3 separate regions of the Sus scrofa genome follow, and all the other regions are linked to region 2. The links are chromatin contacts, called in public promoter capture Hi-C maps. All regions are on one chromosome and are shown on one strand. Each heading gives the region's core, a stretch centred on a gene start, on an enhancer-like site or on the middle of the called end of the contact. The rest is flanking DNA. Distances are from core to core; before and after follow the strand shown.

What was found. Promoter capture Hi-C pulls out the DNA fragments that hold promoters and counts their contacts.
Region 1: a contact with region 2 is called in a promoter capture Hi-C map of liver, with 2.3 times the contacts expected there. The contact joins the promoter of TPM3 here to the promoter of PMVK in region 2.
Region 3: a promoter capture Hi-C map of liver shows a contact between it and region 2, with 3 times the contacts expected there. The contact joins the promoter of IL6R here to the promoter of PMVK in region 2. A contact is called at or near these places in 1 of 5 promoter capture datasets (liver) and 2 of 2 datasets of contacts at active chromatin or transcription factors (alveolar macrophages and skeletal muscle).

The regions. Positions count from the first base shown.
Region 1 is chr4:95,548,457-95,551,156 of Sscrofa11.1, forward strand. TPM3 (tropomyosin 3) reads left to right here and starts at 1,371. Exons shown (of 8, transcript NM_001001632.1): 1 at 1,371-1,552. The coding sequence starts at 1,421.
Region 2 is chr4:94,860,312-94,863,207 of Sscrofa11.1, forward strand. It overlaps PMVK (phosphomevalonate kinase), which reads left to right and starts at 1,357. Exons shown (of 5, transcript NM_001168416.1): 1 at 1,357-1,529. The coding sequence starts at 1,435.
Region 3 is chr4:95,379,597-95,382,359 of Sscrofa11.1, forward strand. IL6R (interleukin 6 receptor) reads right to left here and starts at 1,471. Exons shown (of 10, transcript NM_214403.1): 1 at 1,387-1,471. The coding sequence starts at 1,471.

The DNA of each region.
Region 1 (2,700 bases), core at 121-2,620, 690 kb after region 2:
AATGGGGCATAAAATACCTTCCCCACCTACAAAAGGAATTGTAAAGTGATGATTAATTACCAGGTCCTGAATCATTCAAGGTCTGGAGAATCCGGCCGGTTGGTAAATCACTGGTGTCTACTGACTCTCAAAAGTAACAGGGAAAAAGACCAGTACTTTATGCTTTAACTTTTGCTTTTCAGGGCTGCACCTGTGGCATATGGAAGTTCCCAGGATAGGGGTCCAATCAGAGCTATAGCTGCCAGCCTTCGCCAGAGGCGCAACAGCACCCAGTCCCTGCCGTGTCTGTGACGGCAAGGCAGATCACTTAACCCACTGAGCGAGGCCAGGGATAGAACTCGCATCCTCACGGATACTAGTCGGATTAAGGATCCGACTAGGAGCCATGAGGAAAACTTAACACCTGTATTTTAAATAGAACACTTATGTTCAAAACTGATGCCAAACAGATGGAGTTCCCCTTGTGGCGCAGTGGTTAACGAATCCGACTAGGAACCATGAGGTTGTGGGTTCAGTCCCTGACCTTGCTCAGTGGGTTAAGGATCCAGCGTTGCCGAGAGCTGTGGTGTAGGTTTCAGACGCGGCTCGGATCCAGCGTTGCTGTGGTTCTGGCGTAGGCCGGCGGCTATAGCTCCGATTCGACCCCTAGCCTCGGAACCTCCATATGCTGTGAGACCGGCCCTAGAAAAGGCAAAAAGACAAAAACAAAAAACAAAACAAAAAAAAAACTTGATGCCAAATAGATAGCGTTGTCAACCTGCCCATCTCTTCATCCCCCATTAATCCCCTTCATCGACTTTTAGGAAATGGGAAAGAACCTACCTGAGCAGCCTTTGAAAGGAGACTGGATATCTGGGCTCTTTTGAAGATGAGGCACAGAAAGACCAGGTTTTTTCTTAGTACCTGTTTGGAAGCCTTTATGGGGTATATGGTGGAGAGGTACACAGGGTGCCCTAGCGGGTAAGTGGTGGTGGATCAGCTGGGTAAGTAGTGGCCGATCAGCTCTGGGGAAGTGAGGGGTCAACTGCGAGTGTGTAAGGGGCCTCACAGGCCAACCATTGTGGACAGCCAGCCCCGCGGCTGGAGAGGTTTAATCACCACGCGCCTTCCGGTTACCATGGTAGCCCTCCCTCTTTCCAACCCCGCCCCCCTTTGCCTGCTGGAGGAAAATGCTGGGAGCGGTCGCCCCGGGCGACTGAGCGGTCCCGCCCTTCGCTCCCCGCGGCTGGTCTCCCTCCAGTGGACAGCCTTCCCGCCTGCCTGGCGGTGGGAGGGCGCGGCGGTGGTGGCGTCACGTCCGGGCGGGTGGGCGAGTTCCGGTATTTCAGGGCGGAGCAGGCGGAAGTAGGGGTGAGAAGCGGCTGCAGCGCCGAGCGGAGAAGGCAGGAACCCGATTGCGAGCAGGAGCTGGGTGGGCACCATGGCTGGAATCACCACCATCGAGGCGGTGAAGCGCAAGATCCAGGTTCTGCAGCAGCAGGCCGATGATGCAGAGGAGAGGGCCGAGCGCCTCCAGCGGGAAGTGGAGGGGGAAAGGCGGGCCCGGGAACAGGTACGGAGAGGGCGAGGCGAGTGAGGGAATGGCAGGCGCTGGAGCAGATGGGACCCCGAACTAGGTCCCATATTTGCGAACGAGCACGGTCCTTAGAGGGCCAGCATACTTGGTGATGAAGTTGGAGCCCGGAGGTTGGGTGGGGCTCAGCTTCTTTGGACATCTAGCGGGTGAGGGGGGAACGGGGTGCTCGAGCGAACAGGCGTGACCTTTGAAGGAATTGAGCCTCGCGGGCCTGAGGAGTGGTTTTCCTCCTTTCTCCCAGCTCATTCATTCAGTCGCTCTGAGCCGGGCGCGGCCGGGGGAGGGGCTCAAGCGGCCTCTCCCTCCCCCACTTCCCCGTCGAGGGCGGGGGGGATTTTGCTCTCGTTGGGGTTTCCGGCCTCAAGGGTGAGAGTAGGTGGCTGCCTCTCCAGTCTGGGAGGGGCAGAGCCGAATTTAAGGTGAAAGGGTGGGGGTTGAGGGTGGGACCCGCCGGAAAGCCCCCAGCCTAGCCTGCTGGTAGCTTTTCCGCTCCCTCCTCCTGCTCAGGAAATGAGGCAGCAGTCGGCCGAGAGGAAGCGCGGTGCCCTCCCTGGAGGAGGTTGAGGCCACAGCACCGCCTCCCATCCTCCGGCCTGGGGCCCTTTCCTCTTACGGGGAGCCCTTGCAACTGCTGAACCCATTCTCTCTGTCGACGTGAAGAGGGAGGGGAGGAGATGGTACTTCACTCCTTCTGTTAGTGCAAATGTAGGTATCAACAAAAACTTGCCTAGCTTCCACGATGACCTGGAAGGCAGGAACTTATGCCAGATTCAGGCGTTTATTGCTGAAGTGTGAAGAGTGCTAGCTGACCAGGTTAAGAACACTTCGTCCAAGCAGAGCTGATAAGCGAGTGTATGTTGCAGAGAATCTGATGGGGTGCCAATTTCTGTCAAGGTTTCTAGTTCGCGTGGTTGATGGAGTCAAGATACCGAGTTCCAAATAATGAATTCCCGGGGGTCTCTAGTGATGTTACTCTGCTCCTTTCCCAATTATCCACTACAGTGTTTTGTTTTGTTTAAGTTCAGTAAATATTTGTTCTACTGAAAGATGGAACATAAAATGTTAATGAGCCGAGGGGTGATTCTTGAAACCACTTTCTGTTTAGAAGGGCGATTTGTTATAGT
Region 2 (2,896 bases), core at 107-2,606:
ATGTCCACAGCTTCTCCTGTGCCATGTTTTCAATATTCAGTGAATTAATGGTTTCTCTCAAAGAAGGTCTTTCCATCTCATTTCTCTGCACATGACCTTATAGCTTGTAAGATGGAGGCAGTAATGGGTCGCAGGCCCTGTGTTGACAAGCTCAGAGAACTACCGGACAGCTGTGACAGAGCCAGAGCTAAAGAAACTCCACTTGCAGGAGTTCACCTTGTGGCTCAGCGGAAACGAATCCGACTAGTATCCATGAGGCCACGATTCCTGGCCTCGCTCAGTGGGTTAAGGATCTGGCGTTGCCACGAGCTGCGGTGTAGGTCGCAGACCCAGCATTGCTGGGGATGTGGTGTAGGCAGGTAGCTACAGCTCTGCTTCCACTCCTAGCCTGGGAACTTCCATATGCCCCGGTGCGGCTCTAAAAAGCAAAATAATTAAATACATAAAACAAAAAAAAGAAATTCTGATTGCTTAACGGGCTGGCTGTCAACCGCTGGGAGCAGAGGCAGGACTGGGAATTCAGGGAAGGGACAGATCAGCATCCCTTATTTTTCCCCCTAGAACTCCTGGCTGAGAGCTGGACTCCACATAAAACTAGGTAATTTCCAGAAGTGGCTTCAAAGCCCCCTTTTAACTTATTCTATAGTCATTCCAAGCTCTGTGGATTCCGAAAATCTTTGGAGTGAAGGATGCGGCTAGAAAAGCGATGAGAATTTTCTCGCGGGCCTTAAAGGGTCGAACACATCGACCCCTCCGGTTTTCAAACCGGCTTAACAATAAAATCAGGTCTTTTGACTAAGTCCCACCCCCAGCATGACGTCACCAGACACACCTCTCGAGTCCTCGCCAGGTTTCGTCTCCAGAAACACCCATTTTCACTGTGGGGCATATAAGGATTGGCTTTACACGTACATTAAAATGCACAGATAAAAAGGCAGTTTTGAAAACGTCTGCAATATGAACACGTTTATTCTTTTTTTTCACAATTTTTTAGGACGGTGTGGAAGACAGCGTGAGGGTCACTTCGGACATTTTAAGATGTCACTCCTCCTCGGAGGAAAATAGTCGCGTCCAATTCCCGCCCCCTCACGTGTCACGAGCGTCAGCTCAGAAGGCGAGGCCGTGACGTTAGAGTCTGGGCGGGTTGGACTGTTCCAAATGAGTTCTGGCAGGGGAGCTTCTTTAGGGGAGAAAGCTGCCCAGGGACTTAACCTTCTTTCTCTCCACAGTCCATTTATGTAGGCTTTAGTGTAAAGGCACAGAAGCACTTGTGCAGGTTGACCATCCTCTCCACGGCCATGGAGAAGACGGGCGGGCGGAACCCCTTCTTGTTGCCGCTCCATCCAGTGGCCGCGTCCATTCTGTGCCGGGTGGCTCGATTTAAGGGGTAAGGGTTCAGGATCCGCTGTAGGGATCGCAAAGCGTAGCGGCCCCATGGCACCCCTGGGAAGCGTCCCGCGGTTGGTGCTGCTTTTCAGCGGGAAGAGGAAATCCGGGAAGGACTTCGTGACCGAGGCGCTGCAGAGCAGGTGTCCGTGGGGCCGGGACGGAGGAGGACCGGGGAGATCCCCAGTCACGTGACACGAGGGGTGTGTTTGGGTGTGATAGAGTGTACTTTGCGTAGGGGGTCCTCATGTTGCTGGGCAGGGGGAGCCCTGGGCGGCGAGAGGTGCAGGATTGTCACCATCACGTTGAAGAGAATCTACACACAGCCCTCCTCAAAGAACCAGGGGCCCACCTCTCCAGAAGCTGTAAGCTGTTAGGTCTCTCCAAGAAGCATAAAGAAGTTATAAAAAAGGCACTTTTTATAAACCACTCCCAGTCTTCCAGACAGTGTTGCCAGGTAACTGTTACAGATGAGGAAATTGAGTCACAAATAAAGGAATTTTCTCAGCCCACACCCCAGTGTGTCTGACTCCAAAGACAAATCTTTGCCCCACAATCACCTAGGACCTGGGGTTTATTTGAGCCTTTATTGTGTGCCAAATACTGTATGGATATATAATTTAATTCTCAAAATTTCTTTGTTAGGTACTGTGTGGTCTTATTCGTCAGTATCTCCGTTTCACAAATGAAGAAACCCACACTCTGAAAAGTTAAAAAACAAAACAAAACAAAACAGGAGTTCCCGTTGTGGCACAGCGGTTAACGAATCTGACTAGGAACCATGAGGCTGCGCGTTCGATCCCTGGCCTCGCTCAGTGGGTTAAGGATCTGGTGTTGCTGTGAGCTGTGGTGTAGGTCACAGAGGAGGCTCGGATCTCCCGTTGCTGTGGCTGTGGCGTAGGCTGGCAGCTACAGCTCCGATTAGACCCCTAGCCTCCATGTACTGTGGGAGCAGCCCAAGAAATGGCAAAAAAACAAACAAGCAAGCAAACCCCAAAACCCAGACCCAGACTTGCCAGGAGCACAAAGTAATTGGCAGATCCAGGACTCAAATTCAGCTTTAGTCTAGCTCCAAGGAATGAATTCCTTCTGCTTTATCCCACTGCTTCTCCAGATAATACCTTTTGCTCAGGTTTTCTCTCCAAGTAAGATGTTCGGTGTGGGAGCACTTTTGCTGAGATGCGGCCCTGGAGAGCACAGAAGCCAGGTCCTCTTGAGGGCCAGTGTGGTGGGGGTACCAGGAGGTTGCTTTGGGGCACCATGGGGGTTCTAAGAGGTTGTGGAAAAGCCCAGGGCAGAGTTTGCCACCTGAATCGTTCACCACTAAGTGTCTGCCACTTTCTCCTAAGTTTTGTTTCTCTTCACCCCCAAACACAGAAATCAAATAGTGGTCAGAAGCACAGGCTCTGGAATTAGACTGCTGGGATTCAAATCCTGACTCACCACTTATTGGAGTGTGATCTTGCACAAGTTTCTTATGAACTGTGTGCCTCAGTTTTGCCATCTGTAA
Region 3 (2,763 bases), core at 221-2,720, 520 kb after region 2:
CAGCTCTGCCTGCTGGGCTAGTTCTACATTTGGGAGTCTTCGGGACCTACCACATGGGCGCAGAGGAACATGGAGGAGTGGGCCTCCACCAACTGAGCCTGACAACCTCCTATCCCAACCTCTGTGACCCTCAGTCTCTTCTTTGGAACCAAGTAAGATTTAGATCCCGTGGTGAAGGATTAGAAAACTCATGTCAAGCACCAGAGGCCTCCATCAACAATGGCTACTACCCACAGGAGTTATAAATGTGTGCCAAGAAAAAGAATCCCTTCACCTTCCTCTTCCAAAGCCAAGGAACACAACCATTCAGAAAGCAGAGAGCTGCAGGCACATCAGCCTCTAGCTCTCTGCAGCAGGGAGTGAGAGACAGGCAGAGGGTGGGTGTTCATTGGGGCAGGAGCACCGTGGGGTCTAGCAGTGCCTTCTAGCAGTGAAAGCCAGAGCCCCCACCTCGCCAGCAATCCGTTCCCAGAAGCCTGCCGGCTGCCCGCATGGTTTTCCACTGTGTCCTCAAAGAAGCCCTCAGACCCTAAAATAAACCTCTGGACAAACAGTTGCCCGGCTCCTCCAGAGGAGCGACTAGACACGCAGCTGGGCATGCCGCCAGAGCCCAGAGAAAGGACTGCCGGCCAGAGGCGGATTACAGTCCGCAGGAGCAACAAGTGCCCCCTGTCCCCCTGCCTCCCCCTCCTGTGGTCTGGCAGTGGAGTCCAGTGTGTGCCAGCCTCAAGCCGCCCCAATCCCTGGCCAGCCTCCCCACTTGGCCTCAATTCTCAGGGGGTAGGCATCCAGCTTGCTAGAGCTCGTGTCTGCCTAAGCGAGTGCCGGCAACAAGGCAGCGGGAGAGTCCGTGACTCAGAGCCCATGAAATCAGTCCCTTCACAGTCAAGGCACTGTCATCCACACATGAACCCAGGGGGCGGAGGGGAGAGCCAGGAGGAGTGCCTTCCCCAAAGCTGAGGGGCAAACGGGGCGCTGGTACCAAGGACGCCCCGGGCAAGAACTCCACTCCGCTAGGGCATCGCCTCTTAAAGTAACCCGGGACAGCTGTGTAAGGATTCCCGGGGGCCCTGGGAAGGACATACGAGAACACACCTTGTCCTGGACGCAGACCGCAGGGAGCTTCCCGGCCACAGAGCCGTCACGGGGAGAGCGCGCCCGGCCAAAGGCGCAGGACGCAGCAGGGGGCGCGCGAGCGAGGGGCCGCCACCGGACAGCCGGGGCAGCCCGGGACCGCACCTTGTGCCGCGGGGACCCAAACTAGCCCCGACCAGGGGGGGCCGTCACCCCTCCTGCCTCCCTCCGCTGCCCTGAGTCTGCGGCAGCCGCAGAGGTTCCCCCACCCACCAGCTGTCCAAGCCCTTCAGGTGCGCCCGAAGCCCTTACCCAGTTTGGAGCAGCCCCTCGGGGCCAGCGCCATCCCGGGCGCGGCAAGCAGAGCGGTCAGAAGCGCGCAGCGGACGGCCAGCATGCTTCCTCCTCAGCTAATGCCCCATGATCCCAGAGAGGCAGCCAGGCAGGCGGGCGGGCGGCCGGGCGGCCGGGCGGCCGGGGCGGGGCGGCGGGCGGGCTCAAGCCCCGAGGGCAGCCCCCATCCCCGGGGGGCCCGCGCTCAGCACGCAAGGCTAGTCCCCGAGCCCCGCGCCGCACTCGACTCGGCTCCCTCTGGCTGGGCTCCTTGTCAGTGCGACTTCCCACTTGCACATGACTCAGAGCAGCGGACGGTCCTGGCAACGCAGGAAAACATTTGAGGAACTCGCGCTGGAGTCGTCTCTCGGCCGGCCCAGAGTGCTGTTACGAAAGCCGGAGCGGATGGCGCAACAGCCCCGCGCACCGGCCGAGCGGAGGGGGTGGCTTCCGGCCGCAGCGCCGCACCTGAGCCGCGAGGCCCTGAGCCCCGAGCCCAGCGGGGGCGAACTCTCCCTCCCTCTCCTTCTATTGATGAGAACAGGAGAATTAGACGCCACCAGCTCGGTTTTGATTTTTGGTTTCGTGACCAGGATTACTCTGTGAAAGGAGCACCTGGAGAGCCTGGAGGAGGCGATGTGCCTCTTACTGTTAGAGTAAAGCAGCGATTGGCAGCCCTTTCTGCCCCCTCGGAATCACTCGGGGAGCCCCCAAAGCCACCGATGTATCGCTTCACGCCCAGAGATTTAATGGATTTGATTCTGACTTAATGGATCTGGGATGAGGCTCGGGCATCGAGATCCTCGATAGAGTAAAGGTTCATCCTTTCTCCGTGCCTGTGTTCCCTGCAGCACAGGCCAGGGACAGATTTGGGCTCTGGAAGCTTCCAAATGGAAGTATCCCCTCCAGACCTCCACCTTCTGTGACAGCTGTGTGAAATCTTTTGAGTTTCTGTTTCCTCTTATGTCAGAGAGAGATAAGAAAGTCAATATCAGGATGGTTATGAAGATACCATGGTTATAAAGATCTACACACTTGACACAGGGTCCAGACCACAGGTGCTCCATCGATGTCAAAACAGGCACGTCCACCCTCCTGATGTGATAGATAGAAACTGGTACTTGGCTTTCAGAAGCAACCACAACCATCTCTTTAAAGGGCCCACCAAGGTTCCCCAGGGACCCTGAATCTGACAGGTGGCCTCAGAGCTGAGTTTGGAAGGAATGAAAATTACTGAAATAAGGTCTAGGCTGAGAAGTTTCTGGCCCAGCAAGTGCCTATGAAGATGTGCTTTTCCACTTTGGGCTTCAGGACCAGGACCAAGGCTCCTGGGGCAGCAGGAGTGGGCATGGTTTG